Linked DNA regions of Triticum aestivum: region 1 is linked to region 2. The links are chromatin contacts, called in public Hi-C maps. All regions are on one chromosome and are shown on one strand. The core of a region is the stretch at or near the end of the contact, and the rest is flanking DNA. Distances in the headings are between cores, read along the strand shown.

Region 1 (4,138 bases), core at 1,065-3,564, 870 kb after region 2:
TCGACCGTGCTTTGCCTTCTCTTCTCGCTCTCTTTTGCGATTGTAGCCACCATATATGCTAGTCGCTTGCTGCAGCTCCACCTCATTACTCCATCCTTCCTATAAGCTTAAATAGTCTTGATCTCGCGGGTGCGAGATTGTTGAGTCCCCGTGGCTCACAGATACTTCCAAAACCAGCTTGCAGGTGCCGTTGAGTCCGTGCAGATGACGCAACCAAGCTTAAGGAGGAGCTCGATGAAGATCTTGCCCTTTGTGTTGTTTCGTTCTAGTTGATCAGTAGTGGAGCCCAGTTGGGGTCGATCGGGGACCTTTGTCGCATTTGGGGTTCTTCTTTTATTTAGGCTTCGTAGTCGGGCCCTGATTGTATTTGGTTGTTGTAATGCTTTATTCATGTATTTGTGTGAAGTGGCGATTGTAAGCCATCTATGTATCTCTTTTCCTTATGTATTACATGGGTTGTGTGAAGATTACCTCACTTGCGACATTGCTTTCAATGCGGTTATGCATCTAAGTCGTGCTTCGACACGTGGGAGATATAGCCGCATCGAGGGCGTTACACTCTCTCTCGATGGCGCTGGAATGCCGCCGGGGCAATCATCATGAGGGCGATCTACACGAACAACTTCGCTGTCATCAACACCAACTCTCTCCCCCTCTATGTAGCAGTGTAACCTCTCTATTCCCACTGTAATTCTCTGCTTAAACATGGTGCTCAACACTATATATTATTATCCAATGATGTGTGGTTATCCTATGATGTTTGAGTAGATTTGTTTTGTCCTATGGTTTGATTGATGATCATGATTGGTTTGGTATATTTTATTTCGGTGCTGTCCTATGGTGCCCTCCGTGTCGTGCAAGCGTGAGGGATCCCCGTTGTAGGGTGTTGTGATACGTTCATGATTCACTTATGGTGGGTGGCTAGAGTGACAAAAGCTTACACCCGAGTAAGGGGGTTATTGCGTATGAGATAAAGAGGACTTGATACTTAATGCTATGGTTGGGTTTTACCTTAATGATCTTTGGTAGTTGCATATGCTGGCTAGAGTTCCAATCATAAGTGCATATGATCCTAGTATGGAAAGTATGTTAGCTCATGCCTCTCCCTCATATAAAATAGCAATAATGATTACCGGTCTAGTTATCGATTGCCTAGGGACAAACCATTCTCTCGTGTTACAAAAAGCTATCTACTACTTTTATTATCTTGCAATTTATTCACAGTTTTATTCTCGGAAAGTACTTCTAGTTTTACTCTTGTTCTAGGTAAAGCAGACATTAAGTGTGTGTAGAGTTGTATCGGTGGTCGATAGAACTTGAGGGAATATTTGTTCTATCTTTAGCTCCTCGTTGGGTTCGACACTCTTACTTATCAAAAAGACTACAAACGATCCCCTATACCTGTAGGTTATCACCTTCTCGCATTGCACATTTTTTATCCAATGGTACAAGATCAAGTTCCCATGTTTTCGCTGAATGTCCGGTTTCCACTAGATTTGCACTCTTCCTTCAAAGGAAGGGTTGATCATGGAGGAGACAACCCAATGAGCCACGACTTTGTCCCCTCCTTCATTTGCTTTGCAAATCTAGCCCAATCTAGAGAAGAGGGAAGCACTACATGAGCCACGGGACAAAAGAGAATGGGGCGAAGTAGAAAATATGAAGGGTACAAAACTACATGAGCCACGTGACAAAAGAGAAAGGGGCAAAGTAGAAAATATGAAGGGTACAAAACTATCCTCATACTTGGGGACCTAGATCCAGTATGACGTCACTGGGGAACGCTCAGTCGAGTACGGACACGGTTGGCCGGACAATCGCCAGAGAGGAATCATCCGTACCGCTCGCTGGCTGTCGGCCCAACACGAAACACTCGAAGGAGGGCTGCTACTATTGGTGGGACAATCACTGGAGAGGAATCACCCACGCTGCTTGCAGGCTCGTCTCCTAACCCTAGATTCTCATGGTAAGGAAGAGAAAGGAAATCGAATCGTGGAAAGGTACGGGACGACTCAGCCTCAAGATGTTTCCGTATCGATGTAGAGAATTCTTGCGGGATTCAGTTTGCAATTTATACATCCTTCCTTCTCGCATTGCACATTTTTTATCCAATGATACAAGATCAAGTTTCCAGGTTTTCGCTGAATGTCCGGTTTCCACTAGATTTGCACTCTATGCGATTATCCCATGTTAAAGAAAACTTGGAGGGAATAGAGAGTTACTTTTGCTAGCAAATCCGTGTTCTTGTAGGGATTAGCATTGTTTCCAGTACTATATATGTCAAGGGTGTTTCTGAATAAAGAGAGAGAAGATAACCCGACGTGCAAACCCCGAAGGCCCAAACCCCAGTAGGTCTCGCCCCTCCCGATCCGAACCCAGACCCAAAACCAACACCGGCGGCGGCTGCAGCGATGGCGGCGGCGGCGATGAACACGGACGTGGAGGCAGTCGACTTCGACTCCGACGACGACGATCTCATGGACGAGGAGGGTGCCATCGAACCCTCGCCCGCCCCCGCTCCCCGCCTCCGATCTACCATCGCAGGGGGCGGCGGCGGCGACGACGATGCCCCGCGTAAGACCAAGGGGCGCGGCTTCCGCGAGGACCCTAACTCCTCGTCCGCGCACCGCGACTCGCGGTTAGCTGGCGCGGGCCGCTCTGGCTTCGACGCCCTCGCCTCCGATGGCGGCCCTGGACCCGTGCGCTGTACGTCTCCATCCCTGTCCCTCCCTCCCGTGTTTCCCGATAAGAAGATAGTCAGGTAGGGCGGCGTGGTCTGACGCTCGCGTAGGAGGTCTGGTAACCTAGTATGTTCTCTTCTTCATCGTGTTAGTTTTGCTGTTTGAGGAACGAGATCTGAATGTCAAGGCACTGCAAAGATGCCGTCTTGATAGGTTTTTTCCGATGCCCATGGGCCTTTTTCTTGAGCAATGTAGATGTGCAGATGGATGCTTTGGGCGATTTGGTCGGATTGTTTCCTTGGGTTTGGAAATTGCTGCTTGCTCATAGTTTACCAAGATTGTTTACCTACGATTTTAGTGTAGATCTCTGAATCGTTTCATCCTACATGTTAGTGATCAGCGTGGAGCATAAATACAATTCTTTTTGGATGTTCGCCAAAGGATTCGTTTTCTGCTTGAGACTTTGGGTTACTTTTAATTGCAGCCCGTGAGTTGGTTTGTTGGGATGATTAATTTTTGTTTGCGAAGAAGTTTTTTTTTATGAGCTTGACTGCTGAGGTTGTTCTTTGATTGAAGCTGTGGCTATCTTACTTCTTGTGATGTGAACGGGCATGACTTAGGGTGTTGCCTTCTGTATTATTTTTTCATTACATAATTAAATTGATAGTCACCTAAACCTTCAGTTCCTCCAATAAGCTGCTACGAATTGATAAGCTCTGAATGCAGGAAGGGAAACCTTAGAGCTTTCTTCCCTGATCTTCCCAAGCAGACCATATGATTCTCATTATTCTATTTCTCTGTCTTTCCAGCCAGCATTCCCGCTTATTCTGATTGGAGTGATGTGTGGTACCGGGGATAATGCAATTGATGGTGCTTGATTGACATACATCCACAAAACCTTTGAATATGTTTACTCTCAACTTCTGTTGAGTTCTATTAGCAAAATGTTGCATATGACATACTCCCGTTGCTATTTTCTGCTCATACCAAAGCTTGCTTTGTATAAAACATTGAATCAAAAAAATACTATTAGTAGCTAAATAAGTACAACTGCATTTCTGGACACAATCCTTTTCAATGTGTATTTCCTAGCAGGAATTGTCACTAATGGAGTTAATTTCTTGTATGCTTTTTCCTTGTGTACAGCCATTGAAGGGTGGATTGTACTGGTTACTGGAGTTCATGAAGAAGCTCAGGAGGAGGACCTCCATAATATTTTCGGGGATTATGGGCAGGTCAAGAACTTGCATTTGAATTTGGATCGCCGGACTGGATTTGTGAAGGTATGCTTCCTACCACCTTTAGTCCTTCAATTTTGTGGAGATGCCATTCGGTTTAGTTTTGTTTTCTAGTTTGCACTTGTGAAATCCTCGGGCAATTCCTTAATTATGAGTAAGACAGGCATCATAGTTTGTCATCCATAGAATAAGAACAGGGTTTGCTTGCATCCTTTCTTA
Region 2 (3,534 bases), core at 925-3,424:
TACTATGGGATGCCGTCCGTCCTGTTCTGATCTCTTCTTTTAGCCCTCTTGAATCCCGGCTGTACCGATCATTCGTTCATCATCGCCAGGACGGCAGGACCCATGCATCACAAATTTAACGCCTCTCCCCCTCTCTCTCTCCTCTTTCTCTCTCATGCATAATGCTGATCGTAACAATAGTATTATCATAAACCCAATTGAAACGGATGAATTGAAAAGTGGGCGAGCAAGTCACCTTGGGCCTGTGCCTGTGTGGTGCTGTAGGAAGGGAGGGGGTGGACCTATGTCCTGTTGGGGACCCCGGAAAAGATGCCTCCCGCTCATTCGTCAAACTCGCCCTACCCCCGTGATCTTCTAATGCCAGCCTTGCTAATCGCCACGCCGCTGCCGTCCCTTATCTTCCACCCCTTCTAGATAATGCATGCACCTGTAAGATACAGACGGAAGGATCAGAATTACGCCGTAATTTCGCAATTGTCATGGCAGAGGTCATATCATAGAGTTGCATCCTTACCATGACAGCATGGTCGCCTGGAGTGTACCAGTGAGCGAGCTTTCTCCACCTGCCTCAAGGTGCTGGAGAAGAAAAGCTGAGGCCAACAAATTAGTGAATGGAACATCTAGAGCAGTGCCCAGCAAAAGGCAGGTTGTTGTTACCTAAAAGTCGGTTTATCTCGGCCCAACTGCAAGTCCTGCATGGAGGAAGAACAGATGGTGACATTAACCCCCACGGGCACGCACACGCACCGGTCGGTTTTAATCGTTGCGATACGAAGCAAGCGGGGATGTGCTAATTGCTCCAAAAACCTGCATAAACAATACACATACAAGAGTCTATCAGAACAGACAATGCAAGCCTCCAGAACGGATGAGATCCGCTGCATGGGGAATCAAAGGACAAGACGATCAGCTGGAAACCAGACTAAATAAAACGCCCAATCATCAATGCCTTTTGATTCGTCCCCGCCCCGCGTCTTGTTTAATGGGGACGAGTATCGGCCATCACATGGGCACACAAGGATGCCATTACGATCCTAATCATGGAACCATGGATTAAACTCTCTCCTTTGTATTGGACATGCAAGGATGGGAACAATAATACGCGCATTGACTGGCTCATTGGGGAATACTACTGTGCCGCGAATATTTGTCCCCCTCCTATGGACCTATTTTGTATCAGGAAATTAGAAAATAAAGTTTTCTTTTTCTTCTCTTGTCACAATGATCGGCGTATCATCCATTGACGAGGCTAGCGACAGTCAGCAGGCAAATCATTATGCTTGGTACCTGTGTCATTATAGAAAGCCCGGTTCTTCACTGATCGCGGACAGGTTCAGCGGCGGCAACGTGCTCTGTCCGGGATTGGAGAAGCAAAGATTTCTGATTGGAAATTGCTAGCTAGCAGCTTGCTGCTCCGGGTAAACAAAAGGGAGATGCCCTCTGTCCTGGAATACGAACATCTGGTGCCACCTCTTTCTCCCCAGGACCCCAACTGTGATGATTGATTGCCGATGGCTTTTCCCCCACATAGAAGTGATCCAGTGACTTACCTGAAAAGCAACGGAGATAGAGGACAATTCTTGGGTCTGACACATAAAATCTTCTTGCAGGTGGGGGAAAAACGAGGTGCACATGCACGAACGAACAGCAGCAGCAGCAGCAGCTAACAAAGATGAGTTTTAATTAGCAGCAGAAGAAAGGTGGACATGGCCGCCTCCCCCAACCGTGTGTGTGCTTTACCCTGCATGGAACACTCGTGACGTAGAAGTAGCTGCAGAAAAGAAGGCAACATAAATAAAAAGACAAGGCTTCTAGTAGCAGGAGGAGGAGGAGTGGTGTACACTGAATGCTGCCCTGGGGGGTCGTGGTCATTCGCCATGGGAGGAGCAGGAGCAAGCAGTCCCTTTCCTGATAATGCAGAGGCAGACGGACCCGTTTTACTTTCACTGGCTTGTGCTCAAAGAAACAGATGAATGTAGAGTTTCATAAACAAGGCCGCGACATTAAAATATCGGTGAAGGCGGCTACCCCACCGGTTTTGGCACCAGACATAGATTCTTAGGAGAGATGACGAGACGTACCCCCACGCGTAGCGGGAAGCAACCAAAGTGAAGAAGAAGAAGAAGGGTTAAACCCCCACCCCCTTCCCCTCTCGCAACCACCTCCACCACCACCACCTTTAAAAGAAGGTGCTAAAGGGGGGGTGTCCTGCAAAGAAAAGGAGAGGAGTGCCCCCTAACCTTTCCCTGCTTTCCACTGAAATCTCCTATCTGCAACCATACACACTGTTGCTCTTCTTGCTCAATTCTGCTCTCAGCAACCATTTCTCCATATATAAGTCACTATCCCCTCTGCATTTCCCACCCCTTCTTCAGCCATGGATTCCTGAAGAAGCTCCGTGCTACCAGAGGAGGCTTCTGCTGTGAGCAATTGCAAGCTGTGTGAGTTCCGCGAACCTCGTCGGGTCTGCGAATTTCAAGCTCGCAGGCTCTGCATTGCACTGAAATGGGGAGGCATTCGTGCTGCTACAAGCAGAAGCTGAGGAAGGGGCTCTGGTCCCCTGAGGAGGATGAGAAGCTCATGAACCACATAACCAAGCATGGCCATGGCTGCTGGAGCTCTGTCCCTAAACTTGCAGGTGAGCAAAAACTAATATTCTGCATTTCACTCTTGTCAGTTACAAACTTCCATTCTTTCCCCCCTTCTTCTCCTCCTAAGAAGGCTTCCCTCTCTTAGTCAGGCCAATTATCTTAATTTGCCTCGTAAATTGCTGCAGGGCTCCAAAGGTGTGGCAAGAGCTGCAGGCTGAGGTGGATAAACTACCTGAGGCCAGACCTTAAGAGAGGTGCCTTCGCTCAGGACGAGGAAGACCTCATCGTTGAACTCCATGCTGTGCTTGGGAACAGGTGAATTTTAAGCCTAGAGTTGCACTCTGAGGACCCAAACAGAATTCAGCATTAGTAACTGCAGAGCAAACCTTGATAATTCAACTAATACGCCTCTTTTTTTTCCATGAGAAGGTGGTCTCAAATTGCAGCACAGATGCCTGGGAGGACTGACAATGAGATTAAGAACCTCTGGAACTCGTCCCTCAAGAAGAAGCTGCGGCAGAAGGGCATTGACCCCAACACCCACAAGCCCCTCACCGAGGCTGATCGCAGTGGAGCAGCTCCCACCATCAGCACCGAGAGGACCTCTGGTTCCAGTGACGTCAACCCGTCAAGCGCTGGTGCTCAAGGGAACTTCGGTCACCTCCTCAGCGAGACAGCCCAATCGTCAATGCTGCTGCCGGTGTATGACAAGAAGCACCCTGAAACTCCAAGCTTGGCACGACCTAAGGTGCCAGCAAAGGAGTTGTTCCTGGACCAGCTTACTGCTGGTCACGAGAGCCCATCAAGCTGCCGTTCATCAGGTCCAACGCTGTATTTTCCTTTCCAGCAGCAATTAGGCTACAGCAATGAGTGTGGCAGTGGAGATGGTGCAAATATGAACATGAACTCACTCTGGTTTAACCAGAATGATTTCAACTGCAGC

What was found. Hi-C and Micro-C count contacts between places; a contact is called where the count stands out from the background.
Region 1: a contact with region 2 is called in a Hi-C map of an unstated tissue, with 9 times the contacts expected there. The contact joins the promoter of LOC123111024 here to the promoter of LOC123110998 in region 2. A contact is called at or near these places in 3 of 5 Hi-C or Micro-C datasets (leaf and an unstated tissue).

What each region holds. Positions count from the first base shown.
Region 1 is chr1B:116,837,882-116,842,019 of IWGSC CS RefSeq v2.1, forward strand. LOC123111024 (RNA-binding protein Y14A) reads left to right here and starts at 2,315. Exons shown (of 4, transcript XM_044531685.1): 1 at 2,315-2,706; 2 at 3,828-3,964. The coding sequence starts at 2,412.
Region 2 is chr1B:115,971,191-115,974,724 of IWGSC CS RefSeq v2.1, forward strand. LOC123110998 (transcription factor MYB61) reads left to right here and starts at 2,175. Exons shown (of 3, transcript XM_044531653.1): 1 at 2,175-2,638; 2 at 2,777-2,906; 3 at 3,021-3,534. The coding sequence starts at 2,506. LOC123111005 (a long non-coding RNA gene) reads right to left here. Exons shown (of 10, transcript XR_006454026.1): 5 at 1,842-1,908; 6 at 1,288-1,771; 7 at 658-807; 8 at 515-590; 9 at 236-427.